Linked DNA regions of Mus musculus: regions 2, 3, 4, 5, 6 and 7 are each linked to region 1. Evidence: chromatin contacts called from public ChIA-PET, HiChIP or PLAC-seq and promoter capture Hi-C data. All regions are on one chromosome and are shown on one strand. Each heading gives the region's core, a stretch centred on a gene start, on an enhancer-like site or on the middle of the called end of the contact. The rest is flanking DNA. Distances are from core to core; before and after follow the strand shown.

Evidence for each region. Promoter capture Hi-C pulls out the DNA fragments that hold promoters and counts their contacts. ChIA-PET counts read pairs in DNA pulled down with a chosen protein or histone mark. HiChIP or PLAC-seq counts read pairs in DNA pulled down with a chosen protein or histone mark.
Region 2: a contact with region 1 is called in a FOXA1 HiChIP or PLAC-seq map of pancreatic cancer cells. The contact joins the promoter of Slc43a2 here to the promoter of Rflnb in region 1. A contact is called at or near these places in 2 of 39 promoter capture datasets (liver and pre-B cells) and 2 of 115 datasets of contacts at active chromatin or transcription factors (memory CD8 T cells and pancreatic cancer cells).
Region 3: a contact with region 1 is called in a FOXA1 HiChIP or PLAC-seq map of pancreatic cancer cells. The contact joins the enhancer-like site here to the promoter of Rflnb in region 1. A contact is called at or near these places in 3 of 39 promoter capture datasets (hippocampal neurons, liver and stem cell-derived epiblast-like cells) and 2 of 115 datasets of contacts at active chromatin or transcription factors (memory CD8 T cells and pancreatic cancer cells).
Region 4: a promoter capture Hi-C map of maxillary cranial neural crest shows a contact between it and region 1, with 5 times the contacts expected there. The contact joins the enhancer-like site here to the promoter of Rflnb in region 1. A contact is called at or near these places in 15 of 39 promoter capture datasets (the 3T3-L1 cell line, the HPC-7 cell line, cranial neural crest and 7 more), 1 of 15 datasets of contacts at CTCF or cohesin (embryonic stem cells), 9 of 484 Hi-C or Micro-C datasets (CD8 T cells, the N1E-115 cell line, embryonic stem cells and 4 more), 13 of 115 datasets of contacts at active chromatin or transcription factors (the 230-238 cell line, the SCID.adh cell line, T-cell acute lymphoblastic leukemia and 9 more) and 4 of 9 other capture datasets (adipose tissue, embryonic stem cells, liver and 1 more).
Region 5: a promoter capture Hi-C map of the SN4741 cell line shows a contact between it and region 1, with 2.8 times the contacts expected there. The contact joins the promoter of Myo1c here to the promoter of Rflnb in region 1. A contact is called at or near these places in 1 of 39 promoter capture datasets (the SN4741 cell line), 2 of 115 datasets of contacts at active chromatin or transcription factors (extraembryonic endoderm stem cells and memory CD8 T cells) and 1 of 9 other capture datasets (adipose tissue).
Region 6: an RNA polymerase II ChIA-PET map of effector CD8 T cells shows a contact between it and region 1, with 50 read pairs. The contact joins the promoter of Ywhae here to the promoter of Rflnb in region 1. A contact is called at or near these places in 15 of 39 promoter capture datasets (the 3T3-L1 cell line, 3T3-L1-derived adipocytes, the C10 cell line and 10 more), 1 of 484 Hi-C or Micro-C datasets (embryonic stem cells), 9 of 115 datasets of contacts at active chromatin or transcription factors (bone marrow-derived macrophages, effector CD8 T cells, epiblast stem cells and 6 more) and 2 of 9 other capture datasets (adipose tissue and liver).
Region 7: an H3K4me3 HiChIP or PLAC-seq map of the SCID.adh cell line shows a contact between it and region 1, with 5 times the contacts expected there. The contact joins the enhancer-like site here to the promoter of Rflnb in region 1. A contact is called at or near these places in 23 of 39 promoter capture datasets (the 3T3-L1 cell line, 3T3-L1-derived adipocytes, the C10 cell line and 13 more), 3 of 15 datasets of contacts at CTCF or cohesin (the NIH/3T3 cell line, embryonic stem cells and pro-B cells), 7 of 484 Hi-C or Micro-C datasets (the 3T3-L1 cell line, the N1E-115 cell line, bone marrow-derived macrophages and 4 more), 18 of 115 datasets of contacts at active chromatin or transcription factors (the SCID.adh cell line, craniofacial prominence, differentiating embryonic stem cells and 12 more) and 4 of 9 other capture datasets (adipose tissue, embryonic stem cells, liver and 1 more).

The regions. Positions count from the first base shown.
Region 1 is chr11:76,026,148-76,030,167 of GRCm38.p6, forward strand. Rflnb (refilin B) reads right to left here and starts at 1,635. Exons shown (of 3, transcript NM_029658.1): 1 at 1,281-1,635. The coding sequence starts at 1,490.
Region 2 is chr11:75,530,475-75,534,494 of GRCm38.p6, forward strand. Slc43a2 (solute carrier family 43, member 2) reads left to right here and starts at 1,638. Exons shown (of 14, transcript NM_001199283.1): 1 at 1,638-1,940; 2 at 2,114-2,314. The coding sequence starts at 2,155.
Region 3 is chr11:75,618,626-75,622,645 of GRCm38.p6, forward strand. Pitpna (phosphatidylinositol transfer protein, alpha) reads left to right here. Exons shown (of 12, transcript NM_008850.2): 8 at 615-692; 9 at 831-941; 10 at 1,629-1,751. Among named protein-coding and RNA genes, the nearest start is that of Inpp5k, 10 kb to the right of the region's middle. Within about 2 kb of position 1,971, at least 96 of the 459 cell types and tissues checked have an H3K27ac peak or open chromatin away from gene starts, as enhancers often do. A contact at or near this core is called in hippocampal neurons, pancreatic cancer cells and stem cell-derived epiblast-like cells, where this site is marked.
Region 4 is chr11:76,413,380-76,417,399 of GRCm38.p6, forward strand. It overlaps Timm22 (translocase of inner mitochondrial membrane 22), which reads left to right. Exons shown (of 4, transcript NM_019818.5): 4 at 667-2,934. The coding sequence ends at 743. Abr (active BCR-related gene) reads right to left here. Exons shown (of 23, transcript NM_198895.2): 23 at 3,353-4,020. Among named protein-coding and RNA genes, the nearest start is that of Timm22, 8.2 kb to the left of the region's middle. Within about 2 kb of position 1,857, at least 21 of the 459 cell types and tissues checked have an H3K27ac peak or open chromatin away from gene starts, as enhancers often do.
Region 5 is chr11:75,654,073-75,658,092 of GRCm38.p6, forward strand. Myo1c (myosin IC) reads left to right here and starts at 1,943. Exons shown (of 32, transcript NM_001080775.1): 1 at 1,943-2,129; 2 at 3,420-3,575; 3 at 3,681-3,796. The coding sequence starts at 2,112.
Region 6 is chr11:75,731,161-75,735,180 of GRCm38.p6, forward strand. Ywhae (tyrosine 3-monooxygenase/tryptophan 5-monooxygenase activation protein, epsilon polypeptide) reads left to right here and starts at 1,727. Exons shown (of 6, transcript NM_009536.4): 1 at 1,727-1,931. The coding sequence starts at 1,868.
Region 7 is chr11:75,767,173-75,771,192 of GRCm38.p6, forward strand. Doc2b (double C2, beta) reads right to left here. Exons shown (of 9, transcript NM_007873.3): 9 at 1,098-4,020. Among named protein-coding and RNA genes, the nearest start is that of Gm12339, 27 kb to the right of the region's middle. Within about 2 kb of position 2,324, at least 128 of the 459 cell types and tissues checked have an H3K27ac peak or open chromatin away from gene starts, as enhancers often do. A contact at or near this core is called in the SCID.adh cell line, bone marrow-derived macrophages, craniofacial prominence and 4 more, where this site is marked.

The DNA.
Region 1 (4,020 bases), core at 385-2,884:
GGTGAGGCCACAGAGCTCTCCTACAATTCCAAGACATCTTTCTTCTAGGTGTCCATACTGGTTTCTCCTGTCCTGCCTCCTTTGTATCCCCATCCCTGCTCCCCAGACAGACATTCCCTGGGTATCCAGGGGTGGGAGAGAGTCAGTGCGCTATTGGGTCAGCAGCAGTGATAAGATAGACCCACACAGAGACACTGAGCCTGGACACCAAGCCACAGGTTCTGGAAGAAGCCTGAGAAAGCTCCCCCAGGAGGCCACATAGTGAGGAAGGGCCACCAGGACTTGAATGGGAAAGGTGAGAGGGTCAAGGTTCATGTCAGGTGCAGGAATCCATGTCAGAGGCACCAGTGAGTGTCTGATCGGTGGTCAGAGCAGGAAAGATGAGAGAGACTGAAAGACCAAGCTGAAGCAAGTTTCACCTTGGAGTGGAAATAAAAGGTGCTGGTTTTTGCTGGGACAGGGTCAGTAGGTCAAGAAGGCCCCACACCAGCAAAGCTCCATTTTGGTCCTTAAGCATAACACTTGCCGCTGACCTCCCCATGGGAGGCACAGTCACAGCTCTCCTTCAGTCTTACTTTGAGCTTCTACTGTAGACAGGATGTGGCCTTTCTTGAGCTGTGCTCTGAATATCATCACCTGAACAGATCCCAAGACAAAACAGACTTGGGAGTTTTTCTTGCAAAGAGTTTAAAGGAAAAGAAGGAAAAGGATTAATACTTTCAAAGCCCTGGCCACCTGGAGGACGCTGATCTCATTAAGTGCAGAACACTGGCTGGGAAAAAAAGACCTACCAGACCCTGAAGACTCTTGTGTGTGACTAACCCCAAAGGCTGTGGTCCGCCTTGCGCCAGGAGCCCAGAGCACACCCCTCTCCCAGGTCCCGGCAGAGGGAGGCCGCTTTGGGAGCAAAGCCGCGGGGCGTGGGCCCCCCGGGTGGGGAGGGCCCGGGATCCCTGTCCGTGTCCCGGGAGCCCCACCCAGCCCGCCCCAGCAGGAATGTGGTCGAGCCGCAGCCTGGCAGCCTCGGGGGCCGCCACCTCGAAGGGAGGAGACCGCGGCTTGCCTCTCCCGGGGCTCCCGCGCCTCCCAGGCGATGACAATTTTCCAGCCACTGGCTCCAGCTGGCCAGGCTCTCTCGCTACGCTCCCGCCCCGGCTCCCGGCGATGGCCACGCCGTCTCGACGGGCGGGTGGCCGCACCGACTGCGAAAGCTGGAGACTCCCCGGGGAGGGCTGCGGGTGGGCCGGGACTGGGAGAAGTCCGCGCGGGAGGCAACTCACCGGGACTATAGGGGTCACCGCCGCATCGGGCTCCAGCGTCCCTGCGACCGGAGCGCGCTCCCCACCGCCGCCCGCCGTCGCTGCGAGCCCCCAGTGGCTGGGGCTAGGGCTTGGGGGCAGCCCCGAGTCCGGGCTGTCCAGGACGCCGTCGCCTTTTTTCTTCGTGTCCACGAGTTCAGGGACATCCTGCAGGCTCAGCCGGCCCACCATAGCTGCACGTGTGGCGGGACCGGGCACAGCCGCCGCGGTGTTGGAGTGCAAGAGAGGGCCGCACACGCGGGCCGGGGCCGCTGCCCTCCGGGCTGCCCTCCTTGCCCCGCCGCCGGCGCGTTGTCCGGGTGTCGCCAGCGGCCGCGCTCGTTCGAGGCCCCGCCCTCCGCCCCGCCCCGAGGGCTGGCCCAGCCGCGGTGACCGCCGAGAGGCCAAGCGCCAGGGGCCGCTGCGCTCCCGCCGCGCGCCGCCCAGCTCGTCCGAGCGCCGATCTTCCCGCGACGGGCCTCCCCTCCCACCTCCCCGGCATGCCGCGACTGGCAAAGCTGCGAGGCTTCGTCCGGCCCCGCACCCTGTCCCTATGGTCCACGGCGATCCTTGCTCCATGCACTGTCCCCCGGCCCCCGAGAGGTGCTAATATCTCTAGATCTGGCAGCCCAGAGCCAAGGAGTCCCAGTCTGCAGAGGCCGGGGGCGGGGGGGGGGGGGGGGGCGTGGGGAGAGAGGACGAGCAAACAACTGGAAATTATTAATACTTAATGCGCTTCGTATGGCTCCAGCGGCCTGTTGGCTCAGCAGGGCCTGCTCTGGCTCTCACGTCTGCCCCGGAGGAGAGAGGGCCTACTCCTCCGGACTCCCGGGGGCGTCGATCACTCCCTGGTCCCGGGCACAGCTGAACAGGCTGTGGCCAGTCCAGGCAGGGAAGTTCTGAGGGTGTCACAGGCTTGGATCTCCCAAAGAGACCAGCAAACAGAGCAGCTCTCTTAGGGAGTCAAGATTCCCCTTATGGAGGCCACAGTCTATTCACTCACAGGAACTTTCTCCCTCTGTCCTATCAGAGGGAATCTCTTCTACAAACAAAACAAAACCTAAACTCAACAGCAAACAGACTGTGGTCCTTCCTGATAGGTTTGACAGAGAAGCTCTTCTTCAGTGGGAAGTAATTGAGTTGGGGTGTGCCTAAAATCATTGTCTTTTCTTCTTTCCTTTCCTTTCCTTTCCTTTCCTTCCCCTTCCCCTTCCCCTTCCCCTTCCCCTTCCCCTTCCCCTTCCCCTTCCCCTTCCCCTTCCCCTTCCCCTTCCTTCCTTTCTTTCTTTCTTTCTTTCTTTCTTTCTTTCTTTCTTTCTTTCCTCTCATGGAGATGTCCCGGGGTCAACACCAAGTGCCACGTGCTCCACCAGAAGTCTTCCCTGGATCACCTTCGTGGTCCAATCCACATCTTTGCAAGAACAAAGAACATCTGTCCTGCTTGGGGCAGATTTGTTAAAATATATATATATATATATATATATATATATATATATATATATATATATGTTCAGAGTGACTAGATCTACCAGCAAAGTTCAGTCCTCCTTTCTCTCTACCCATCATTTTTGATACGGAGAGAGAAGGGCTTGCCTTTAATCATGTGATGGATAGAAGGCAGCTTGCTAGGAACAGAAAGCCAGGGTCATTCCTTCTACAGAGGATACATCCTGTAGGGGGCTGGACTGGGAGGTTGTTCATTCATTCAGGGGTGGTGGGAATAGGTTACAAAAATCTACAGTGTACAGTACTGGACAAGTGTCTAATGCAAGGACAATCTGAGGTGTCACACTTCCCTACCCCTGTTGACCTCAATATCTGTACACCTTGCAGAACTGGACCCCCACATCAGAGGAGAAACCTCTGTGCTTTCTGAGGGTGTGAAAAGTGGACTGGTCAGACTGGGAGAGATGACCAGGAAGGTAGCAGTTGCTCCAAGGAGATGGTAACCTCCTGCTTCACCAGGCCAGAAGAGCTGGAGGTCGGGACAGAGAAAGCTCAGAAGCTGGGCCAGGAGGACCACGCCCCATCTCAGTGCGGATTGTTGTGGGGGCAGTTTGGGAGGTGCCTACTTTGGGACTTGCTGACTCCAGAGCTACACTGCCACCCTCTGAGCACCATTCTGAGGCCACACTGCCACCCTCTGAGCACCACTCTGAATACTGATCTACATTCCGGCAGAAGACCCACGGAGACATCAAAGCTGCTAGCATGAGCAAGAGAGCATGAAGCTGCCAGACTTTAGAGGCTTCAAGAGAATTCAGGGAGACACGGTTTTGGCACACTTCCTCACTGCACCGGTGATCAGAAAGCAGCTGGCCCAGGATATCAGAGAAGCTTCTGAAATCCAGGAGTAGCAGTCATCAACCTAGACACTGGGAGTAGCTGATTTTACAACCTGTCTGAGTTCTGTCTGTCCACCAAAAACAACCTCTCCCAACTCTTTCAGTCACAGACCAAACAGGGCATCCTCCTGCCTCTGCAGAATTACCAAGCAACTCTCAAAGCATGAGCTGAGCATCCCATCAGTCCTCCCTCCCTCCCTCCCTCCCTCCCTCCCTCCCTCCCTCCCTCCCTCCCTCCCTCCCTCCCTCCCTCCCTCTCTCCCTCCCTCCCTCCCTCCCTCCCTTCTTTCCTTATCTGTTTAACACTGATGTATGCAGAAATCAGCAGGGCTTGGAGGAGAATCAAACATAGGACTGTTCAGGATGCAGAGGTCAAG
Region 2 (4,020 bases), core at 388-2,887, 500 kb before region 1:
CCAAGTCTGGGAGAGCATGCACTAGCAGAATGGCTGGCGAAGGTTCTGGGCACCAGGGGGCGCACTCGAGCTGAGGGAAGCTGAGTCAGGCTGCTGGGGACACCCTTAGCTCTAAAGCAAGCCGGCTCTTGAAGTGTGGAGAATCTGAGGGATACCGAGTGTTTTCTGAGGGGAGGTTAGTGCCTCTCGTCAGGGAGACTCGGACGGACAGCCAAATCTTTCGTGCTGAGGCTCCATTCCACGTCCAAGCAGGTCCTCAGAGCAGCGCAGCTCCGCTGATGATACAGAAAGGACGGAGCTCTTTGGACCCCTAGTGATCTATCGCGCTCTCCAAAGTCAGACTTAGACTAACTAGGTGCTCGGGATTGCTCACAGCATGAAGAAGGGTGGACGAGAAAGTGTGCCAGCCACATGAAAGAGTCGTTTGGGAAAGTGGGAGGGCAGGGCATGCCAAGGTGACCGGCCTGAACACTGACCGGTCTCTGAAGGCACCGAGAAAAGAGGGCGCGGGATGGGGATGGCGACAACTGGAGGACCAGGGGCTCTTAGTCCAAAATCCTGACTACAGACCCTTAAGGGACACCGATTAAAGACCAGGCAGGAGGCACCTGATTCCAGGCAAGGACCCGGTGAGTCGGGAGATCTAGCAGGGATGCGGTAATTATGCCACGACCTGGGTCGGGGTGTTCTGATACCCGTAGACAGCGCCTGGATAGGACAACGGGGGCTAGGCAGCGAGGAGCCCGGACACAAAGCCCAAGGAGCAGGCCGGGAAACAGCACAAAAGGGCGGTAATGGCCTGCGGAGTTGGAGCATCCGGCCCTGGTTCTCTCCGGGCGAGAACGGTGGTCTATACTGCGGGCCGAACCGCACGGTGCTTGGAGCCCAGCTCGCTGTGGACCAAGACTCCCTGAAACGCTGACCCATGAACTTGACAAGGAAGAGGGCAACGAGAAGGGCGTGGGGCGATGCCCGCGGCGGTCACCGGGTCGAGGGGCACTCCAGTTTAACTGGGTAGAGCTGGGCCTGCCCGAGCCGCCCCCCAGCCCCCCCATTCCTCTTGTTTGTCTCCAAGTCCGGCCGGAACCGGCTTCTGCTCGCCGGGGGGCGGGTGGGTAGCTGCTGATTGGCCGACGCCTGTTTCCAGCCCCACTCAGCCAATCAACGGGCGGCAGTGTTTTTCATCTTAGGATAGGAATAAAAGGGCTGGAAATAAAGGGGACAGAAAAGGCGCCGGGCGGGCCCGATACACACTGGTAGGAGCCGGGTGAGCTGGACTCCCAGGATCCGGGTCTCAGACGAGGGTGCGAGAACCTGAAGCCGCTCGCAGGCAGGGGTTGGAGGGAAGGTGCATACTTGTCAGAGGGACGACACCGGGAGGGAGACGTAACGAAAAAGGCCAGGAGGACAGAGGGACGGGATCCGCTTCTATGGAAACGGGCTAATCGCCGGGGTAACAGCCCGACACGGGGGTCGCGCGGTTGGCTCGCGCCGCCGGTTTGAACCGGCTTCGCCTCTCCCATGCGGGGTTCGCGTGGCGGTAGCGCCTAGCGACCTAAACACTAACCAATGGCGCGGCAGTTCCTGTGCGGTCCCGCCAATGAAAGCGCCGTGGGCGGGCCGTTTCGGGGCTCCCTGTGCTGATTTTGTGGTTGAAGGAACAAGCACTAAGGAAGGGTCTCGAGTGCGGGCGGGCGGGAGCCTGTCAGGGTCCCTGGGAGTGGCAGCTCTCAGGTGAGCCTCTGCTCAGGTGACCTTACTACGAGCTGCCTCCCTTTCCGGCCCCCAAAGTGGCTGTTCAGTCTTGCTTGGGATCAGGACCCGCTCCACGTCCTTGAGCATAATTAGCCCTTTTCCAGCTGCCATGCCTCAGTTTACCTCCGAGTGAACTAAGGGAGAAGCCTTTCCTCTTGGCCAGCGGGGCTCCACTGTGGCCTAAGGTAGCGTTACCAGGTAGCTGCGGGTACGGGGTGGCCCAGGTCCCTGACAGGGCTAGGGTTCTTTTCTTTTGCGGCGGGCACCTATAGCCTGGGCTGCAAGGGACTGACAGGCTGTGCGCCAGCGGCTACACGGGTTGGGTAGAGCCACCGCTGAAGCTGAGGTCTGCGCGCAGGTGTCTGCAGAACCGGAGCCCGACCACCGCCACACCGCACCATGGCGCCCACCCTGGCCACTGCCCATCGGCGCCGCTGGTGGATGGCCTGCACCGCTGTGTTGGAAAACCTCCTTTTCTCCGCAGTCCTCCTGGGCTGGGGTTCGCTGCTCATCATGCTCAAGTCCGAGGGCTTTTACTCCTACCTGTGTACGAAGCCAGGTGAGATGGGCGCCTCGGTCGGGGGCAGGTTTCTGGAGTGGGTCTTTGGGAGAGGGCGGTTGGTGGTGAAGATGTAAGCCAGCTATGCCTGCTTGCTGCACAGCGCCTCTAAGTGCCAAAAAGCCCATTTGATCCTCATCCAGCTCTCTGGGTGCGTATCATTATCATCGTCCCTGTTTGTGGATGGAGAAACTGAGGCTGGGACAAGTCTTCCATTTGCCCAAGCTGTAGACTAATAGACTAATAGACTCCTGCGTGCAGTCAGGAACGTTGCTGGCCTTCTGGTCTTCCAGGGCCTGCAGCATTGCTTGCCTTGCAAAAAAAAAAAAAAAAAAAAAAACATGTGTAAGAAAGAGGAACTCTCATAGGCCGGGGTGCAGCAGGAGAGAGGAAGTGGCTTCGCCTCCACCCGAAGGAAGGTTCATCTAGACCTACATGTTTTTAAGTCAGGCCATTATGGAGTCCCCTTAAAGGCTTGCCAAGATAGAATTTCTTGTCTATTTTTGCTGCTTTATGATTCTCCAAAGGCCATTTCCTCTCCTGAACTGTGAGAACATCTCAGTGGCTTTCAAAACATCGTAGGGAGGAAGAGGAAGGGAGACAGTGGTAGAAGGATGCTTAGACTCTCCAGGACAGACTGCAGGCAGGCTGAGGCTGGCCCACACTACCCCCACCCTTCCTTCTGCCACTCCTGTCTTCATACCCTGGTTGCTGTAGGGTCATCAGTGGGGCCGAGTCAGCTGCCATCCTCTCCCCTTCTTAGGCATCCTTGGTAAGAACTGCTTCTTGCCTTTGTCTCTTGTCTCTGCCCCACCCCGTACCCAGGCTTGACTCTGTAGGTCACTGCTGGCATGTCTTTTTTATTTCTAGAGTCCTATTCATTTACTTTTTTACTTTAAATTTTTTCTTACATTTTTTTATTCATTTATGGGGGCCACAGAACTGGATGACTGACAGAGGACTGCTGTCGATGACAGAGGACTGCTGTCGATGACAGAGGACTGCTTTTGGTTGTTGACACTCTTTTTCCACTATGTGAATTTATGAGGTCAAACTCAGGTTGACAGACTTGGTGGCAAGAGGTTCCACGCCCTGAGTGTCATCTCTAAGAAGTGGGCTTGCTATTTATTTTATTTTATTTTCAAAATAGGGTTTCTCTGTGTAGCCCTGTCTGTCCTGGAACTCAACCCCTAGACCAAACTTGCTTCAAACTCAAGGATCTACCTGCCTCTGCCTCTTGAGTCCTGGGATCAAAGTGCACCATTATTGCTGGGCTCTCAAGAATTTTTTTTTCCCTGAGACAAGGTTTCTCTGTGTAGCCTTGGCTGTCCTGGAACTCACTCTGTAGACCAGGCTGGCCTCGAACTCAGAAATCTGCCTGTCTCTGCCTCCTAAATTCTAGGATCAAAGGTGTGCGCCACCACTGCCCGGCTCTAAAAATTTTTTTGTCTGTAAGGTTGTTTGGTCTTTTGTTCTTCACAAAGGATCTTGCTATGTAGCTGAGGCTAGCCTTTAATTTGTAATAATTCCATCTCATTCTCCTAAGTGGTGGGCTGACAAGCCTATACTGCCTCACCCAGCCTCTCATTCTTAGCAGGAAGGGAAAGCCTTGGACCTGCTCCCACTGCCTGGACCCGAGTCAGTTAGTCTTCACTTCCCTTCTCTGATCTGCCCAGAGGATCCTTAGTGTACAGAGCTTAGCAGGA
Region 3 (4,020 bases), core at 721-3,220, 410 kb before region 1:
ATTACAGATGGTTGTGAGCTACCATGTAGTTGCTGGGAATTGAACTTAGGACCTCTGGAAGAGCAGTCAGTGCTCTTAATCACTGAGCCATCTCTCCAAACCTGGAAACATTTTCTCAATTGAGGTTTTCTCCTCTGCAATGACTTTAGCTTGTGTCAAGTTAACATGACACTATTTAGTACAGCTGAAGTGGAGGTGATGCTCACCTTTAACCCAGCACACAGGAGGCAGAGGCAGTCAGATCTCTGAGTTTGAGGCCAGCCTGGTCTACAGAGTGAGTTCCAAAATGGCCAGGTTTACATACTCCTGTATATTTTGGAAAACAAAACAGAACAAGAAACTATCCAGCAGACAGACTTTATCTTGTCTATAAGATTCTCCCACACTCCACACCAGCATTTTCAAGAACTACCGTAGCTGGGCATGGTGGTCAGCTTCGTATACAGAGTGAGCTGGTGCAGGCCAGCCAGGGTTGCATAGAAACACCCTGTTTCACAGCGACAAAAAGAACTGGCATGAAATGCCCTCTCATGAAAACTTTGCCATTTCCTCCTCCTCACCTCCCTTTCCTCTTCGCCCATCCTCTCTTCCAACCCCATCCCCACTATTCTCAGGATTACAAGGCAGAGGAAGACCCAGCAAAATTTAAATCTGTCAAAACAGGACGCGGACCTTTGGGCCCGAATTGGAAGGTACAAGTCACACCCTTGCCACCAGGGGGCAGGCACATTGTGGGTGGGCCTCTCCTCTTGGAGGAGGGTGTGCATGGGGTTCGGACCACCTGAGATCTTTTACTTACCAACCTGCTTCTGGGTGTTTTTCTACTGCAGCAAGAACTTGTCAATCAGAAAGACTGCCCATATATGTGTGCATACAAACTGGTTACTGTCAAGTTCAAGTGGTGGGGCTTGCAGAACAAAGTGGAAAACTTTATACATAAGGTAAGTTTGCAGGATGAGGCCTTTCCATGTGTCTGTGTTCTGAGACCAGTTGGTCCCAGTAACTGACCTGTTCCTCGGTCACTAGCACTGGAGTCTTGGGTTTGCTCGCTAGGCTCTCCCTTGCACATACTGTTCTACATTTTAATTCTGTCCCTCTACGGGCAGCACATGTGACAAGGAAAGAAACGGAGGTGAAAGAAGAAAACAGGAAAGGCTCTGCTATGCTTGAACTACACAGAAAACAAGTTTTCCTTTTTAATCCAGAAGGCAAGAGGCACTGTGAGCCAAACTCCCAAGTGTCCCAGGGTACAGAACTGGACAGACTTAAGCGTCTTAATTCTCACATGTGTTAGAATCACACTTTTGGGCCACATTTTATACCTGCTGGCTAGTCATAACCCACCCGGCATTAGGTACCAGAGACTGTAGAGAATTTGGCCAGATCTCATGAGCAGCCTGTTTTGGTAGTATTTGGGACAAAGGGCTCACCTGTAAGGTGGATGGCCATCCTTACTGGAACACTAACCTGCCAGAAACAGTTTGGCAAAGGTCACTGACCTGGGTGTGATCCAGATAAGGCAGCGAGGCATCACTCTTCCCCTCCACCCAGTAAACTGTGAATCCTGGGGAGGAATGCAGAGGGGCCTTTCCTCTCCGCTCTCTGACTGGTTTCCCTTCTCCTCATAGCAAGAGAAGCGTCTGTTTACAAACTTTCACAGGCAGCTGTTCTGTTGGCTCGATAAATGGGTTGATCTGACTATGGATGACATTCGGAGGATGGAAGAAGAGACGAAGAGACAGCTGGATGAGGTGAGCCGGATGCCAGGGGACTCATAAGTGTGTGACTGTCAAGGAGACTGGGACTTGGACACATCTAAAGGCCATCAGCCAGTTGTTCTAAGAACAAGCCTGGCTCTGTTGTGGATAAGGTTACTGCCAGGCAGTATGGGAACTATAAGGAGAACAGTCTGTGCTCGGGAATACAGTGTGGCTGAGGTCTTGGCACAGGCACAGAGACAAATATGGTAGTCTGCACCTGATGCCAAGTGAGTAATTCGCCCGCTGCAGTGACTCTTCAGTCAGCGTGGGGGATGGTGCTAGGCCTTGGAACTTGAGGTGACCGTGGAGCCAGGCAGGTTCAGCTGATCTACCAATACACTGGAGTGGACAGCCACAGCACAGCCACACACAGGCATTGCTCTGTGTGGTTGTTGTTCCAAACTATTTTGCAGGTGAGAGGATTTCTTTGTTTTTGGTTTTTATTTTTGTTTAGGTATTTTGGTTTTGAGCTTGGCATTGATCCCAGGAGGAGAGCAGTTTGCTTTCTGAGAGCCTAAAGACCCAGATCCTTGTTTACTTAAGGAATAAATAAAGTCTTCCCCCAGAAGTCCATTTAGGAGGCTGCTCAGTGAAAACCAGCAGGCACCCTCTTTGCTCTTGCTTGTGCGCTGTCTCACAGTGTAAGAGGCATCTTCAGCTGAGGCAGGTGAGGCTCAGCACGGCTCTACTGCAGCCTGCAGGTGACAGTCAGTCTTAAGAGCCCAGTGCTGCCGGGCGTGGTGGCGTACGCCTTTGATCCCAGCACTTGGGAGGCAGAGGCAGGCAGATTTCTGATTTTGAGGCCAGCCTGGTCTACCGAGTGAGTTCCAGGCCAGCCAGGGCTGCAGAGAAACCCTGTCTCGATAAAACAAAAACAAACAAACAAAAAAGAGCCCAGTGCTGTCTGGCTTAGGGCCACAGCTCTTGATCTACATGCCCATGGGGGTCCTGCCCTCCTAAGCAGGAAGCTCTCATCTTTTTAAGGTATGCCTGAATGCCCATTAGAGGACATGCTTTCCAGCTGAGGGCCTGCCTCCAGTGCTGCTGTGCCCACCACACAGATGTTCCATACTTCAGTGCTAGGTTAGGGCAGAACCTGGGCCCAGAGCCCTTCTTCCTCCAGAGCCTCCCAGGGAAGTTTCTACCTTCTGGGAAGACATTCCTCCCAGGCTGACTCACTGGGAAGTGGTGTGCAAGTTAGTTCCTGCTGAAGGCGGATGTTTTAGTTATTCATTCAGCTACCTAAAACTGAAGGGCAAGTGGCAGGATTTGGAGCACAGCCCCTGATTCTTTCGGAAGAATCCTCAGGAAGTTGTAGACCTAAGTCACATTGCTAATTCTGTTTGCATGAGAAAGAGGCTTGAATCCTCAGGTCTTAATAGTCCTACTCTCCCCTGCTCCCTGCAGAAGTTAGCAGATGGAGTATTGTAATCAGGGTTTGACAGGGACTCTCAAGTCACTCTCTGCCTAGTAGTGCCCAGCATAAAGTAATTGGGTTTCCTGGAAGCATTACAGTTCTTTGTCTGTTCTCTGGAGCTGTTAGCATGGGTAAGAAAGGTTCCTGGTTTAAGCACAGCACCAATAAATAAAATAAAATAAGTAAGTAGATAAATAAGTAGATTAATAAATAAAGTGGTTCCCAGCACTCAGGAGGCAGAGGCAGGCGGATTTCTGAGTTCGAGGCCAGCCTGGTCTACAGAATGAGTTCCAGGACAGCCAGGGTTATACAGAGAAACCCTGTCTCAAAAATAAATAAATAAATAAATAAATAAATAAATAAATAAATGAATGAATGAATAAATAAATAAATAAAGTGGTGCTGTAGTTCTGGGGAAAAGTATCCAAACAATCATAGGACTCTGCCTTCCTCATGGTCCAAACTTGGTAGTCCTTAGAGTCAGGGCTTTGCTTGGAACGTGTGCCCACTCCTGCATGAAATGACACTCCAGTATGTAAAGCGTTGTGCAGTAGTTTAGACAGACACTCACTATTCACCAGGGAAGGGTGGATACAAGGGACCTCTTTGGAATTAGAATTTTAAAACTAACTTGTAATGGAAGAGAAAGAACCAAACCCATGTCATTGTAGAATATGTTTTAACCTCTAGCAACTGCTCAGGCCCTCATGCGCTAATGTGAGCCCTGGCTTGTTTTTCTCTCTTGTCTAAAAATATAGTCGATGGGCTGGGATATGGCTTGGTGGTAAAGCACTTAAGTGTCTAGCAGGCACAAGACCGAGTTTCTTAATACCATGCATACAA
Region 4 (4,020 bases), core at 607-3,106, 390 kb after region 1:
GCTGCACTAGCTCCTCACAGCCATGTTTGGTTGGCAGAGAGGCTTCTCTCTTGGTCTTTCACAGTGTAGTTTCATTGGGGCTCTGAGCTCAGCTCCCCTCAGGATTGCTTTGATCACCTTCCCAGGAATTTCCTCCATAAACAGATCAGGGTATAAGGCCATATGCTTTCATTTGATTCCAAGGACTACTTCCCTTAACCACTCTCCTGACTGAAGGGCTAGGTCCATGTGACTGGAAACAGTAACTGTTTGGAATGAGAAAAGCTAAGCAAATGTATAGTTAGATGAAGCACACTGGTTTGGGTGGCATATGTTGCTTCGTTGAGATCTTTTTTACGATTTATGTTTATTTCACGTGCATTAGTGTTTTGTCTGCATGTATATCTGTATGAGGTGCCAGATGTTCTGGCACTGGACCTACAGACAGCTGTAAACTGCCATGTGGGTGCTGGGTAGTGAACCCTGTGGTGCTTGGGAATAGTAGCCAGTGCTCTTAACTGCGTGAACCAGCTCTCCAGAACCACTTCATTGAAATCTTAACGAGGCAGCATAGTTCGGATGATTTAACATGCTTAAATTGGTTTCTATGCATCCGAGGTACAAACTTACAAGTGCAGTCCCAACCTAGCACCCATTACAGTGGTAACGCTGTTGTTTGCTTTGCAGCTGGAGTAAAGGCCGGGGCCATAGGTTGTGGAGGGTTTGCTGCTTTCTCTGCTGCAATCGATTATTACCTACGGTGAAAGAAACAGCCGGGAAGGAAAGAGGACGCCAGCCACCTTCAGAGCTGCTCTGTGGAGCAGTTTCTACACACTTGGACTGCTTCAGGGGTGAAGCCAAGTGCATCCCTCTACAGTTGATGGTGTGAAGGACACACCTCGCTGCTCGATCGCTCTCTGCAGCCATTGGAACAACCATACTTTTCCACTTGAATTCCAACCAGGTTTTTCAGGGGAGGTGGTATGGCAGAGTGTCTCCTTGCAGTAAACAGATCAGGAGGCAGTGTGTGGACTGTTACGCATTAAGCTTTGAACCAGGCTCAGTTCTGACCTGGCTCAGCTCCCCAGCTTTGAATAGGGAAGTGGCAGTGTTTGCCCATAGCCGGGAAGCTCTTCTTCCTTCTGTGTGCAAGTATCCATCATGAGTCCCAGGGCAGGGCAAAGTAAACTTATGCCATCGAGGCAATTATGTGATTTCAGTTAGTATCTTTGCTGTCCTTGTTAAAAAATATGGGGGTTGGGGATTTAGCTCAGTGGTAAAGTGCTTGCCTAGCAAGCCCAAGGCCCTGGGTTCGGTCCTCAGCTCCGGAAAAAGGAAAAAAAAAATATATGTATATGGGGGCTGTGAGAAGGCTCAGTAGTTAATACCAGAGGTCCCAGGTTTGGTTCCCAGCACCTACATTGTGGGTTACAACCATCTGTAACTCTAGTTCCAGAGATCTAAGGTTCTCTTCTGGCCTTTGAGGGCACCTGAGTGGTGCAGACATATACACATGCAGGCAAAAATACCCAATTTTATTTTTTTTAAAGCAGATGTACTATTATTAGGAGCTAGTTTTTCAGATTTCACACCTCTGACAAAAGATGCCAGCTGGCCCAAAGAGTGACAAATCCAATGGAAAGGCTAGGAAACCTCTAAGGAACTCTGGGAGCGTTGCTCTTAGCGTCTGTGGAAGCTGTATCTTTGTTACCACAGCCACTCCATCAGCAAGGCCTCTCCCTAGAAAGTTTAGCCATGTTCCTGGATGTATTGCAACATGCTGGTAACTCCTCTGCCTCCTCAAAGGCATTGGATTGGCTGATGGTCATGCCTACAGCTTACAAAACCCTTGGTCTTGGGCCCCAACCCAGGTGAAAGGTCCGTGAATGTCTTACTGTGGTCACCCTGCCAGCTGAGTCAGTCATACTGTAGCTACTGGCCCAGATCAGATGGCAGAGGCCTGTTCACCACCACTCCTGTTCTCCGCTAAGCTTTTCTTTGGCTTTTGGTGGTTTGTTTTTTGTTACTGTTATTCAACAGTTCAGCCTAATTATACCATGGCAGAGAACGAGCCTTTTATGTTTGGGCTGTGCCACTGAACTGTTTACTGTAGCGTGTGGGTGAAGGTGGAACTAATGGGCTCAGTCCTTACCTCCTGCTTCTGTGTAGGAGGCTCAGCCGAGGCTTGGAACTGGCTACCTTCAGCCAGCAGTCTTTTCCCCTGCTGTATAGCAACCCTTCTACCCTTGCTTTTCTTGCTTCCTCATCTTCACTCAACCTTAAGCAGAGTTCAAAGACTCAACTTCAACATTGGTCATCTGGGTGTGTATTTATATGTGAATAATGATATCAGATCCAGAGTAACACCTTTGCTGTCTTCTTAGGATGGGTGAGTGCACGGGGCTCGGGCTCTTTGCTGAATACTTTTCGTTCCTATGCCGAGGAAAGAATCCAAGTCAGGTACTCAATTAGTCAATCTCCCTGCTTCTAATCTGCAGTGAATTCTGTATGATGCCTGCCCTATTTCATAAGCACAGAGCTTCAGTCGTGCCTACCCCAGAGCTCTGGAAACAGGCTTAGGAGTGCTTCCTGTATTGTCTGTAAATCCTTCACCTAGGAACACTGATGCAAGGATGGACTCTACCTGGTACCTGTCAAAGTGCTCAGGTGCCTGAGGTCTTTTACCAGCTGCTCTTTCACATGAGCGCCAGTACAAGAAATGCTGCCATCACAGCTACCTTGGCACAGAGGGGCCTCAGCTGTCAGTAGCCATCAGTTGAACAAGCCAAGCCTTGTCCACGTGGACCATTCAATCAAAAGGAGATGAATAGCTTCCTGTTTTAGATGGCTGGGGGTCAGTATGAGCTCATAAACCAAACAGCAGTTTGCAGACACATCTGTTCCTGATCTCTAGAATAAACAGTGTCCAATGGCTTCAGCTGATTAAGTCCCACACAAACCCTATTGGGTCTCCTAAAGGAGTGTAGGCTCTTGGTGGTGGTTGGAAGGTGCAGGTCTCTGACAGGCAACTTCAACAGAAGTCTGCCATAAAAGACATGCTACTTTTGAGGAAAACATAAGTAGTGGAAGGCCAGTGGGCTACCTCTGTCATCTTTTCCAGGCATACTTGTGACCAGGCCCACAGTGAGTATCCCATGAAGTGAACGACTGCAGCAGTGACTTAGAAATGCATCCACAGAGAGGGGCAGCTTTCTCCCTCAACTGCCACAGTCTTCCAAAAGTCAGAAGGGAGGTGCAAGGTTAGAGATAAACAGGTTCCTGGAAACACATCTGGGTGCAGCTGGAAGGATTTAAATATTTAGATTGGTGGTCTTTCCTGGACTACTGAGAACACAAACAACCACACCATGGGGCTGAGTTTTGTGCAAATGTTGAGGCTTTGCAATTTTTTTATTAACATTTCCCTCTCACATGGTTTACATCAATTTATAATAATCTACATAAGTTTAAACAGAACAGAGACAAAAAAAAATATATCCATACCCACTTATTGGGGGTCCCATCCTACCTTGTCAGCAAAAGCTGGCAGCCCTCAGTCGTTGCTCAAGCAAGTACAGGCATACCTGGATTCCTGGACCCTGTCTCCTGGTGCCCTGCTGGCAGTGAGGGGGTGCTGGGCTGCAAGGCCCCCATCTCAGGAGAACCACCAGATACTTCCTTGGTGCACTTCAGATCAGGTCTGGCACCTGACTCTGTCCACTTTGGGTGGAATTTATAAATAATAGGAACTTCTAATAGTTCTCAGCTCCTCCCGCTTCCCTGCTGTTACACTGCTTAAGCAAGCTGGGGCTGCAGTCACTGCTGCCGAGCAGCCCCGCTCTAAAGAGGCAGGAGGCACTGTTTTGAGCTGCAGCCAGCTCCAGTCAAGCTTTGAGAATTTGTTACTGTCAATCCTTTGGAAGCAAGAATGCACATACCAGCACCTGAGTGCCAAGGTAGTGGCAGATGTGATCTTTACATGCATGACATTTTCTTTCACCTGTCTGAGACAGCAAGGCTCCTTGTTAAACTGCTAGTAGG
Region 5 (4,020 bases), core at 693-3,192, 370 kb before region 1:
CGGCTACACGCCCTCCTTCCGATGCGGGGCGGTGGCTGCGGGGGCGCCAGCGGGCATCCTAGGAATGCGGCTGCGCCGCTCGGGATGGGTGAAGTCCGTCGGACCCCTCCACGCGCGGATTCCCCTCATTCCAGCCGCTTGACGCGGCGGGGCGGGACGGGGCGGGGCAGGGCGGGCACTGCGGCCTCGAAGCCCCTCCCCTTTCAGTGCGCTCCTCCCACCAAGACTCCTCTGGCTGGAGAGGGAGCTCAATGAGGCCGCGGTAGGGGGAGGGGAGCGAGCCCATGCTAGTGCTGGGGACTCCAAGCTCTCCCACCTCAGGTCTTCTAATGCTCTGGGGTGGACTGAAGGTCGTATCCTCTCTATGCTTTTAAACCTGGGGGCATCGTAAAGGGCGCTCCCCTTTGCCCTGTCTTTCACCCATCTTCCACCTGCAGCACCCATTCCCCTGGCCCGCTCCAAAGGGCTTCGTTCCCCAGCTGGCGCCGCACACCACCCCCACCCCCGGGTTGTGGCTCGAGCTGTTGTTCACGAAGTAATGAACCATCCTTCCCCTTGAGGCCGCAAGGCAGCACCTGTCGCAGACTCACCTCCTCCCCAGGGAGTCCCCGTCCAAGGGGTGGGGCGCTTTGGTGCTTTGGGTTCTTACTCCCCCTATCCTCCCTAGACCAAGTGTATACCCTCGGTATATGCTTCAGGTTCCTTACAAAGGGCGAGGAATAGATAAGGCACTTGAGAACCCTTTGCAAATGGTAGATATAGGGGCGGACGCTTTCTTCACTAGACAAGAAGATTGGACTCTCCCCCAAGTCCCTCAGTGCGTGTAGAATGAAAGAGGAAGAGGGTAGTAGTGGTGTTGATGGCTTGGTCAGTGCTTCATTTCAGGCAACCCAACAATTCTGGCAAGTATCAGCCAATCGGCCTCTTAAGGCACTTACTCATGATCATCATCCTGCTAGTAAGCAAAGGCCAGGCTGGTTTTGTTGTTGTTGTTTTGTTTTACCGTAGACATCCATATGCCACAAGAGGTGGCAACTGACCCAAAGTCCACTCCACTCCTCTCACACACTCTTCTCGGGCCTAAAAAGGGCTGATGTCGTCAGAGAACCAGCGAGGGTGCTGGACAGACAAGGAAGACAGCTGATGGCCTGTGTTCAGGGAAGAGCGGAGATCCAGAGGGAAGAGAAAGAAGGGAAGAGAGGAGAGGAGCCCATGGGGCAGGGCACTGAGTCCGGAGGATATTCAGGCTGGAACATAAGGTTATTGGCTGCACACGTAGGAAAGTCAGAAGGGTGCTGCCTACTCGGCAAACAGGCTTCTTTAGGGGTCATGCTGGGTCAAAAAGGGCACCCTGCTCTGACCCTAGGATTTGTTTCTTAGCTAGGGAAGAGATCTTTCAAGAGATGTTTCTCTTCTGGCTCTCTTGGCACAAGTTTGTAATCTTAGTACTCAGGAGGCTGAGGCAGGAGGCATCTTGAGTTCCAGGCCAGATTGGGCTCCGTAAAGAGACCCTGTCTCAAACAATTTCTTTTCTAAGGATTTAAAGAATGGAGCCAGTCCTTTGGGAGTGTGTATGGGGGTGGACAGTGTCCCGTACAGAGGCTCCGCCTGTCCCGGGGCGCCGGCCGTATTTGGACATTTCGTTCTATTTTTAACTTTCCCGGGACTCGAGGTTGGGGGTGGGGAGAGAAATCCTGCTTCCCCGGTGACCCACGGGCTTCAGCCCTCGTCTCGCGCGGGGTGTCCAGCCCCGTGCTGTAGACACGAGCCCGGAAGTGAGTTCCGGAGCTGTGTAGACGCGGCGGCCGCGCGGGTTCCGGGCCCCACCCTGGAACTAACGACGTTCCTCCTGGAAAACCTGACTCAGGCGGAGCCCGCGGCACGCAGGAGGCCCCGCCCCTCGCGCGCCCCCTCTTAGGTCCCGAACCCCCTCCCACCCAGCCCGGCCAGGCCGGCTGCAGTGGGTCCTAGGGTCGGGACTCCGAGCCCCCTGAGCCAAGGGGCCTGCAAGGGGCGGTGCAGGGGGCGGGCTGGCCCCTCCCTCGGTTACGCCGCGGCCGAGTACAGACCAAGAGGCGCGGGCAGCGGAGCGGGGCGCCGGGTCCGGCAGGATGCGCTACCGGGCATCGGTGAGCATGGGCGCGGGCAGGTTTGGGGTCCAGGGTATCTCTCGGTGGCCCGCGGCGCTCCAGGGCCGGCCTTGAAGCGGGCGCGGCCCAGGAATTTCGGTGGAAGATGTCCCTGAAAGTTGCTAGAACAGGAGGCCGAGGCGGAGAGGGCTGCAGAACGCTCGAACCCAGGACCATGTGGTCGCCCCTGGTGATGGCTAAGACCCCTCCCACTTGAGGACCAGGGGGCGTTGGCTGCGGTGGTGTTTGGCAGCAGCTTCGGGCTGGGTGGGTCAGGGGTGGGCAGGTCTGAGGGAGACAGGCCCTGGACTTGAGGGGTGACGGAGAAGCAGAGAACTGAGCAACTAGGGCTAGAAACCAGGGTCAGGGGAGACTTGGTGACCTCCCTGGAATTTACAGCGGCTCCCAGTACCTTCCTCTTCCTTGACACCCCCCTACCCCAGCATTTTCTAGATCTGCAGGCCCTCTTTGAAAGGAAAGCTCTGCTTAAGACGCGGCTTGAGGGTCTAGCTAAGCCTGTACCTGCCCCACCCTTGGGTGGCAGCTGGGTTTCCCCTGGGAGAACCCTCCACCTCCTGAGGCTTCTCAACGGTGGAGGAGCTGCGGGAGGAGGGGGGGCGGGGGGGGAAGCCTAGCAGCTGGAGAGGAGGGAGTGGCTCCAGTTGAGGGAGGGCAGGCCACCCGCTTCTGGGGTGGGCATCAAGTCCAGCTGAGGTGGTGGCCCATGGGGAAACCCTCTCCTAGGACGTGAGCTCTGGCTTGATCCCTAAACAACTTCTACTTCTGGGAATTTGGGGTGGATGGGAGTTGGAGAGATGGCCCCTCCCTGTCTGCAGAATTCCCTCTGAACCGTTTGTCCTCCAAAGCACCTGTAACACGTAGCTGGGATTTGAGGTCACCTGAACTAACCCACTCCTGTTCTCTGAAGAGGAAGCAGTCCTGAGAAAGGAGGAGGTTTGTCCAAGGTCAACACCAGCATTCTTTCTGCCGTTCCTAGGAGCTCCTTGTCATGTCCCACCTTCCTCAACTCAAAATGCCGCTGCCCTGGATTCCATGCAGTCGTTCAGTGTCTGCTGGGCCCTTTGTGCTCCTATGGGCTGTGTGCATGGTCCATATGTCCCATAGGGTCTCTTATCTGCATTCCAGCATCCTGCAACCCAGCCATATGTCCGGAACATGTTCTGTAGCCTGTGTCCAAAGTGTCCCTGCCTTCTACATCCTGCAGGCAGGGTAGGAAACGAGACTTTAACCTGCAGACTCTGACAGCGTCTTGTGGCTGGTTCCTCACAGGCCCTGGGCAGTGACGGGGTTCGAGTGACCATGGAGAGCGCCTTGACTGCCCGAGACCGGGTAGGGGTGCAGGACTTTGTCCTGCTGGAGAATTTCACCAGTGAGGCTGCCTTCATTGAGAACCTCCGGCGGCGGTTCCGGGAGAACCTCATTTATGTGAGTGCCATGAGCACGGCTGGGCCCAAGGACCTAGGGGAAGGTGGCAGCAGGAACCTTCAGGAAAAGCCTCTGACCCTTCTCCCCCACCCCCCCAACCCCCAGACCTACATCGGTCCTGTCCTAGTCTCTGTCAATCCCTACCGAGACCTACAGATCTACAGCCGGCAGCATATGGAACGCTACCGTGGTGTCAGTTTCTATGAAGTACCACCTCATTTGTAAGTGATTCCCTTGCCTTTCCAGGAGTGACCTACCCTGTCCTCTTGCAAGATGACCCCATCCAAACCCCACTTTGAAATGATTCCCTGACCCCTGGGTGACTCACTGGTCACTACTGAGAGGAATCCCATGGTTGTTCACCTATGGTCACCTCAGTTCTCATTAGTTGAACTCTGAGTTCTGTCCACCAACCAGGACCCTCAGCTCCTGAGCTCAGTTCCCA
Region 6 (4,020 bases), core at 477-2,976, 290 kb before region 1:
CTAGGTAGGAGAGAAAGAAGGGGAAAGGGAATATAGACCTCTAAAGGCTACTTCCTGCTCACTGGGGGCATCGGGGTCCTTGGGGCAAGTCTAATCTTTGTCGTCAGGGTATCTCTAACTTCTTGTCTCTTTGCTTATGGCCATTTGACAAACTGCAACAAAAGCAACCAGGAGCAGCAGCCTTCTTCTTTGGAGTGCCCCTGTTCCCCTCTGGGCTCTGGCATTTATTTATCTCCTCTCCAGAGTCTCCAGAAATCCAAACATAAACTATCCGCAGCTGGCAAGACCACAGCCCTGCTAGTGCACAAGGTAAATCCTAGTCACCTGCTTCGAAGCCGCCTCTTATCCCACGCCTGGGATTAAAACGCAAACACATTCACAGACCATAGCTGGGTTTTTGAAGAAACCAAAACTCTCACCACCAGCTCCTTTCTTTTTGTGTTTGTGTTTCGAGGTAGGGTATTTTTAGTCCAGGATGGCCTGGAACTTGTGGCAATCCTTGTCTCTGCTTCCACAGTGCTGGAATTACAGGCGTGAACCACCGCTTCAGTAAGTACGGAATACTTTTCTTAAGTACAATTATGACGATGTCACCTTCCACTCAGAATCATCAAAACAGCTTGCCCAGATAGGACTATAACTCAGTGGCAAAACACACGGTGGAAGCTGTGGGGGTCAGTCTCCAGCGTTTGGACAAAACAATTCCTGTCCGTTCACAGACTAAGATGCAAACCTCTGGGCGTGTGACCTCAGGCCTTGATCCCAACCTTTTGATTTCACACTCATTTTGAGGCCCTTTTTCTGCATGGCTCAGCAGCAAGCTGATATTGAGTATAAGATGTTGAAAATCCATAAGGAAGCAGACTAGGCGTGGCCATTGCAAGTGAAGCAATCCCCATGGAGGATTATTTATTTCTAACTCATCAATGTCAATTTGCCCTTACACACCTCAGGTGCACCTTGCACTCCAAGTGAGGCAAGCCACTATGTCTCCTTTTTCCCTCGAGTGAGGGTTTCCCTTAACTAGCTGAGATTGACCACTTTTTCTTTTTTCTTTCTTTCCTTTTTTTTTTTTTTGAGATGGGGGTTTCACAATGTAGCCCTGGCTGACCTGGAATTTGCTTTGTAGATGGGACTTGATCCAAACTCGATCCTTGCGCCTCTACCTCACTAGTGTTGGAATTAAACACACTCACCTATGCTTGAAGCAAAACCAGAGATTTTAAACAAAAGTCCTATCTACGATAGGCCAAAGAGATAAAATATGGCTGGAGGGGAGAAGAAAATGCTTAAAGTATGGAAGCAAGGGAGATGATGATGCGTGAAAACTCGAGCTTTCCCTTCTTGTCCTTGTCAATTCTTTAAATTGGATGAGAAAAATGTGCTAGAATGCACAGGGCCGGTTGATCTTCAACGAGGAAGGCCTGCCGTAGCAAGAACCCATCAAGCCTGTCGCTCTGTCCCCCACAGGCCAGCCCGCGGTCGCCCCGCACGGGCTTCTGGCTAACTCCCCTCCCGCAGTCTAGGCCGACCTCGCCTCCAGCCGCTCCAGGGGCCGTTCTCCGTCGCAGTCGCAGTTCCCGCCTCGCCACAGGGCCGCCCGCTGTGCCGACGGAGGAGGGGCGTCTGTCGCGCTGGTTCCAGCCTTTTCTGGCGCCGAACTCCGGGATCCGCCCCCCCCCCCCCCCGCGCCAGTTGCCAGGGAGCGGTTGCCATAGAGCTGAGCAGTTGTCCGCGTGCGCAGGCGGAAGTCCCGGATTGAGGCGCCGCCATTTTTCCTGCTCGGACGCGGAGCGAGAAGCTGAGAGAGTCGGAGACGCTATCCGCTTCCATCCGTCGCGCAGACCCTGCCGGAGCCGCTGCCGCAATGGATGATCGGGAGGATCTGGTGTACCAGGCGAAGCTGGCAGAGCAGGCCGAGCGATACGACGGTGAGTCGGGGGGGTGTCGGGGGGCTGGAAGTCTCGGACCCTCCGCCGCCGCCCACAGAGGCCGGGAACCGGAGACAAAATGGCGGAGCCGTCTCGGAGCCCGGCTTGGGACGTGGGTCGGGAAGCAGGCCGAGGCCTGCGGGCTCCCGGCGCGGTGGGAGTCCCCGGGCCTAGGGATTTGACCCCTCCGGTGTCCTTAGCTTGCAGGCGCTCGCCCGCCAGCAGGCCGGGGCGGAGGGTGGAGGAGTTGGTTGTAAAATGGCGGCTGGAGGGGGAGGGCGAGTCCCCGGGCGGGGGAGGGGGGAGGAGATGGCGGGTGCCGGCTCCCGGCGTGCGATCCCCACGGGAGCCCTCGGGAACCGCGGCGGGGTGTGGAGGAGGACACTTGGGTGGGGCGATGTGAGGAACGGTACCGGTCGCTCGGGAGAGGGCGGCATCGAGGAGCTGTAGCGCTAGGCGCCTTTCGGGGAAATATGGCGGGTGGGGGCGGTGGCTTTTCCCCTGAGGCCCAGTGTGGGGCGGCGGCCGTGGAGCCTCACAAAGGAGAAGCCTCTGGAACGGACGGCTTCTCGGGGCCGGCGGTGGAGAGGAGTCTTCTGGTGAGGGTGGAGTGTTTGGAAATCACTGCAGAGCCTCCCTCCTTGGGTGGAGGCGAGCTGAGATGCTGCGATTGGATTTCTTCCTTTGGGCCGACACACCTTGGAGTTGAGAGTTTGGGGGGCTTTTTAGCCTCGCCTTCTTCCGGGGAGGTGCAGAACCTCACTCCTACCCCGTTTGTTCTTACCCAGGATATCCTAAAGTTGCTGCGGGTTTTTTTTTTCCCCCTTCTGTCCCCATCCTTCATAGGCACGGAGTTCTGATGGCTAGAATACAGGAGACCAGGCTTGCCAGGATTCCTTAGTACGAATTTCCCTTTGCAGAGTCAGTGCCTCAGTTTACCCGTTTGTAAAATTGACGACTGTACTATTCACACTCGTCATTATGAAGTATGGAAAGACCTGCTGAGAAATGGTTAATTCAAATAATGTTTAGTAGCACTTTGGGTTGACAACCCAAGTTCGGGTGGAATGCATGCTCTTCCTTGGCTTGGGGAGCTTTACCTATTTTGAGCACTCAGTTGAGGCTTGGGGAGTTTGAATTAGGAATGTAGAAGATTGTAGTTTTTCTGTTTTATGATTTCATTGTTACATGATTGGGGCTCAAACCCAGGATTGCATGCAAGCAAGACAAGTGCTCAAATACTGTGCTACACCACAGCTCTGTTTTATCCATTTTAAGAGAATGGTTTTATATATATGTATATGTGTGTGTGTGTGTGTACACACACACACACAAATTTCAATAGTTACTCTTCTGTTAATTTGACACACACACACCCCACCTGCAGGTGATGGAGACTAGACCCTAGTACATGCTAGATTCTCAACTTAGCTCCTGCTAATTGCAGTCTAGTTTTTTTTTTTTTTTTTTTTTTTTTTTCTGAGAATTTCATTGACATATCTACTGTGTTTGTGAAGTGTAACTAGATATTTGAGTTAGGCAATAGGCCATTAAACTAGTATTTAAAAATGAAAAGTCACACACATGGTTCCTGTGATTTAATTAATTGCAGGTGTAGTTCTGGCTGTTCTGAAACACTATGTAGACCATACTGGTCCTGAACTCAGAGATCCGTCTCCGCCTCCCTGTGTGCTGAGATTAAAGGCATGAATACTAAGGCTAGGTCCTGTGAGTTCAATGTTTGGGAAGTGGTAGGGTCCAATGAGACAAGATTGGAATTAAGTGTTCCTCATGTTTTTTCCATGTTAGTTAAAACATTTGCTTTTTCAAATGTTAGGTCAGACCCTTTTCCTTGAATGGCAGTTTCTCCTGTGGAAGCTTTTGAACCACCAGTCCTTAGTCTTTGCCAAAGTCACAGGCCCAGCATTTGGAAAGTAGAACAGCAGACCTCAAAACCTCCAATTTAGGAAAGACGCTGAACTACATTTTGTCTTGCAGATTTCAGTTTGTAGTGAGTTGGGCTCCTGTTGGGAGCTGGAGGAGGTGGGATGGGGAAATAGGAGTGCAGCTCCAGGTGAGCTTGTCTGTC
Region 7 (4,020 bases), core at 1,074-3,573, 260 kb before region 1:
CTGGGAATTCAGCCCAGGAGGGCTTTCAAGTTCCTCCATCTCCCGGGTGCTGGGAGGACAGGTGTGTCCTTGAGGACAAAACCTGGAGCCTATTTACTGAGAAGTGTTGTACCAACTGAGCTTTTACTCTAAGCCTGGCCATACAGGTGTCACTGTCACAAAGTTGGCTTCTCCAGAATGGACTTCTGTGTAGCCAGCAAACCTAAGTAATAAACAATGACTCTTGTTTTTGTTTTCCGGAGACAGGGTTTTTCTTCTTAGCCCTGGCTGATCTGAGGCCAGTTGGCTGGCCTCAGCCTCGGAGGTCTGCCTGCCTCTGTCTTCCAAGTGCAGAGTATTAAGTGTTTTTCCTGCGTGTTACTATGTCTGTGCAACAGGTATGTAAGCAAGTGTTCCTCCCTGAAGAATCTGATCCCTTCGGACTGAAGTTACAGGCAGTTGTGAGCTGCCATGTAGTTAAACAGAAGTCAGGTCTTGTGTAAGAACAATAGTTCTCTAAACTGCAACACATCTCCACCCAGTGCTTCATGAGCATATCCAAGTAAATTTGATACTGAAAAAACAAAACAACAACAAAAAAAACCCAACCTGTCTAGAGCTTCAGGAAGTACGGATCAAGAGTCGAAGGCCCGCCTGTAACCATGAGGTCATGGAGAAATCTGCTAAAGTCAAGAGGGGGCTTTTCAGAGTTTTAGAGCTGCTAAAAGCAGGAAAGGCTGTGAAGGTGATTAGCCCTTGCAAGGACAGTTGGTACTCCATTGCAAGGAGTCCCTGTCCCCTGAAGTGTGGGCTGATTTAGTAGCATCCCCAGAACATTTGGGTTCAGTAAAAAATAAATTTACATTTGAAATATTTTATGTGCCCTGGTGTTTTGTCAGTACTCGGCTTTCATTCCTTGCCCATCCCACTTAGCCACACTGGGCTCCTTGAGGTTCTTGACCATACCAAGCCTGCCCCTGTTCCAAGAGGCCACATCTGTTCCCTCCACCTAGAACATAACCTCAAGTATTCCATCCCAGTGCCCTCTCTGGCCTCCTCTAACTCATGTCTGTCCGTGGAGAAATCTGCCCCAGGTCAGCACTAATCCTGTACAAGCATTTTAACTCATTATTTTAACATTTTATTGTGTGTATAAGTGAGGGACAGGGAGGGAAATAGAGGGAGGTTGAGATACTGAGCGTGCAAGCTGGTTCAATTGTGTGGAGGTCAGAGGATAACTTTACACCTTAAAGCTTGATACAGGGACGATCTTATTTTTGGGTGTTTATTCTAGGTTAGTTGGCAGGAAGGCTCTGGGCAACTCCCCAATCCCCACTTCCCATATGGTCCCTGGGATTGCTGGGATTATTAATGTCACATCACATCCTGATTTGGGTGTGTGTGGGTGTGTGTTTGAAATGGTTTGCGTAGCCTTGGCTGTTCAACTTGTAGACCAGGCTGGTTTCAAACTCAGATCTGCCTGTCTCTTGAGTGCTGGAACTTATGGCCTTGGCCTCCACCACCTGCATATCCTGAATTTTTTGTTTGTTGGCTGTCCTGGAACTGGGTATGTAGACCAGGCTGGCCTCGGTCTGCCTCTGTCTCCCAAGTGCTGGGATTATAAAGGTGTGGGCCACACCAGAAAGTCTTGCCTTTTTGTCTTCCAGGGATCACGCTTAATCCTGAGGCTTGTGTGGCAGGTGCATCTGATCAGCCTCACATATTCAAACTTCTGAGCCTGTTTTTCCATAAGTAACCTAGGAGCCTGTTTCAAATGGAGAGTTGTAAATGAGAGGCAGGAGGATCATCACAAGTTGGATGCTAGACTGGTTTACAAATGCATTTCAAAAAACAAAAGTAAACGCCACATATAAGCCCCAGTTGTCTTTCGCTTGTTCCCCCCAGATCTTCCAAGGAGTTTCCCAAGCTAGTGCGACCTCAGTACGACGTTCTCATTTACTTTGATTATATATCGTTATAAATATTAACAAATAAGACTTAAAAAGGACACCTTTGGGAAGGTCAGACAAGATTACAAAAATTGTTTCGTGGCGCTGCAGTTTGAGGATGTATTCTGCAGTCGTCACGTGGCAGCAAAACTGTAAGCAGTGCACGAGTCCGTGTCGAGGACAGCCAGAGTCCATGCATCGGGAGATTCACTTGGCTGGAGAAGGACGGAGGGCAGGACGCTTGGCCCGAGCTCGGCGGGCGGGCGGGCGGGCGGGCGGGCCACGGAGGTGCAGTTCCTCATTTTTGCCACTAGAGGTCAGGAGGTCACTGACTCTGGGTTGGAAGACGGGACTGTTCAGGGATTGGCTAACGGTGGTGGAGGGCGGGGCAGAGACCAGGACGCGAGGTGGATGATGGGCATCAAGAGAGGCCCTGGTTACTGACAGTACTTTGGAATGACCTTTGTTTTTGGTATCAAATTTCCTCTTTGCAACGCTGATGAGCCAGAAGGAAGATACTCGTTTGGAATGAAAGACTGAACTGATTCTGAAACTTCTCAAAGGACCTTTTCCCTTTAGTAGAGATGTAATGTACTGGGGATTTAGAAACGTTCCAGGATCCGGGAAAGTTCCATCACTTTTTAGTGGCCATCACTTTTTAGGTGGCTAGAAGCCCTGCTTCCCACCCTGCCTGTCCCTGGGATTGGCAAGGATCATCATTGAGTCCCAAACCCACTTACTGCCTGGTGCAACAGGGATCCAGGTTTCTTGTCCACCTGAGCCACCTGTTCTTTTGATGAGCTTCAGTCACCTCAGGTATAATAAACATTTAGGTATAATAAACATTTCTGTATCGTCGGGGGGTTTCTAAACTCCTCTCTGAACAAAGCACCCCAAAAGGCAAAATCTGAGTTACTCAGAGCTCAACCAGGTGCACTTAAATATCTGCTCCTGTTTCTAGCTGTATGGGGAAAACATCAGGCCGGTCCCCCAAGTTCCTTGACCTCAGGCTGGGGGTGGGACAGCTGAGTTCCAGGGCTTGGCTGTAGCCTTTGGCAAATCCTAAATGGCACAAATGATTTCAAAGCCAGCTAGAGGGTGAGGTGGCTGACAATAACAAGACTTCTCTGTAAGAGACCTCACTAAGCCCCATTAACTCCGGAGAGAGGGACCTGAGAGTCCTTGTCCTCAGATAGTCAAAAGGCTTGGAGTTTTTGCTTCAGCCCTTCACACCGTGGTGGCCCTGGAAGTTTATCAACAACTCTGGAGCCATCTCATTTATAAAATGGGTTGACCATGCCTCCCACCACACAGGATGGTGAAGATTCAATAAGAAGGCGTTTGCCAATTCAGTAACAGGCGACACCTTTTAAAGAGGGAAACCCAGTCTCTTACAAGCAACAGGTGGCTTGGTGCTGTGGAGAGCTAGAGACCTATTTTCCCTGCCAACTAGGGAAGGCTGGTGAGCACTGTGGATTGGAATCATGTTCTGGGACCCCGAGTTCTTATTTCAGCTGTAGGAGGGTTCTAGGCTTAGGGCAGGACCCCAGTGTCTTATCACTCAGTGATGGATTGAGGAAAATGGGGCTCTGAGATGATGGTGGAACTCCTTGGTTCCCTGTTCCCCCTGTGCTCCTGAATCCCAGTTGGCAGGAGGCAGTTGGGAGCTTCAAGACTGACCAGTGTCCTACCCTTTCCTAGAAACTGAGGCCAGAGTTCTCAGCTCCTGAGGGCAGAACCCCCATCCCTCCACCTTCCCCCAAACAAGGCTTTCTATTTTCCACTGCTGGTCCTGACTGTCTTGATAGGGCCAGGATGCCATAGGTAGCCGTGAAGGACCTAACACCAGCTTGAGCTGAGGGGATGAAGAAGGGAGGGACAGGTGGGCAGGAGGGATGCTTGCTTCTTTCCACATTAGTAGGATCCCTTTCTCATTCCCCTGAAGCTGACTGGGAATTTACGCTGAGAACAGGAGCAGTGTGCATTGAGACCCCTTGGGAGCAAGATCAAATGGGAGAGCTTGGGTTTGAACATTGTTTCCCAAGTGCTTGTACACATCCCTAAGCCTAGCTCCTGCCTAAAAGCCCAATGC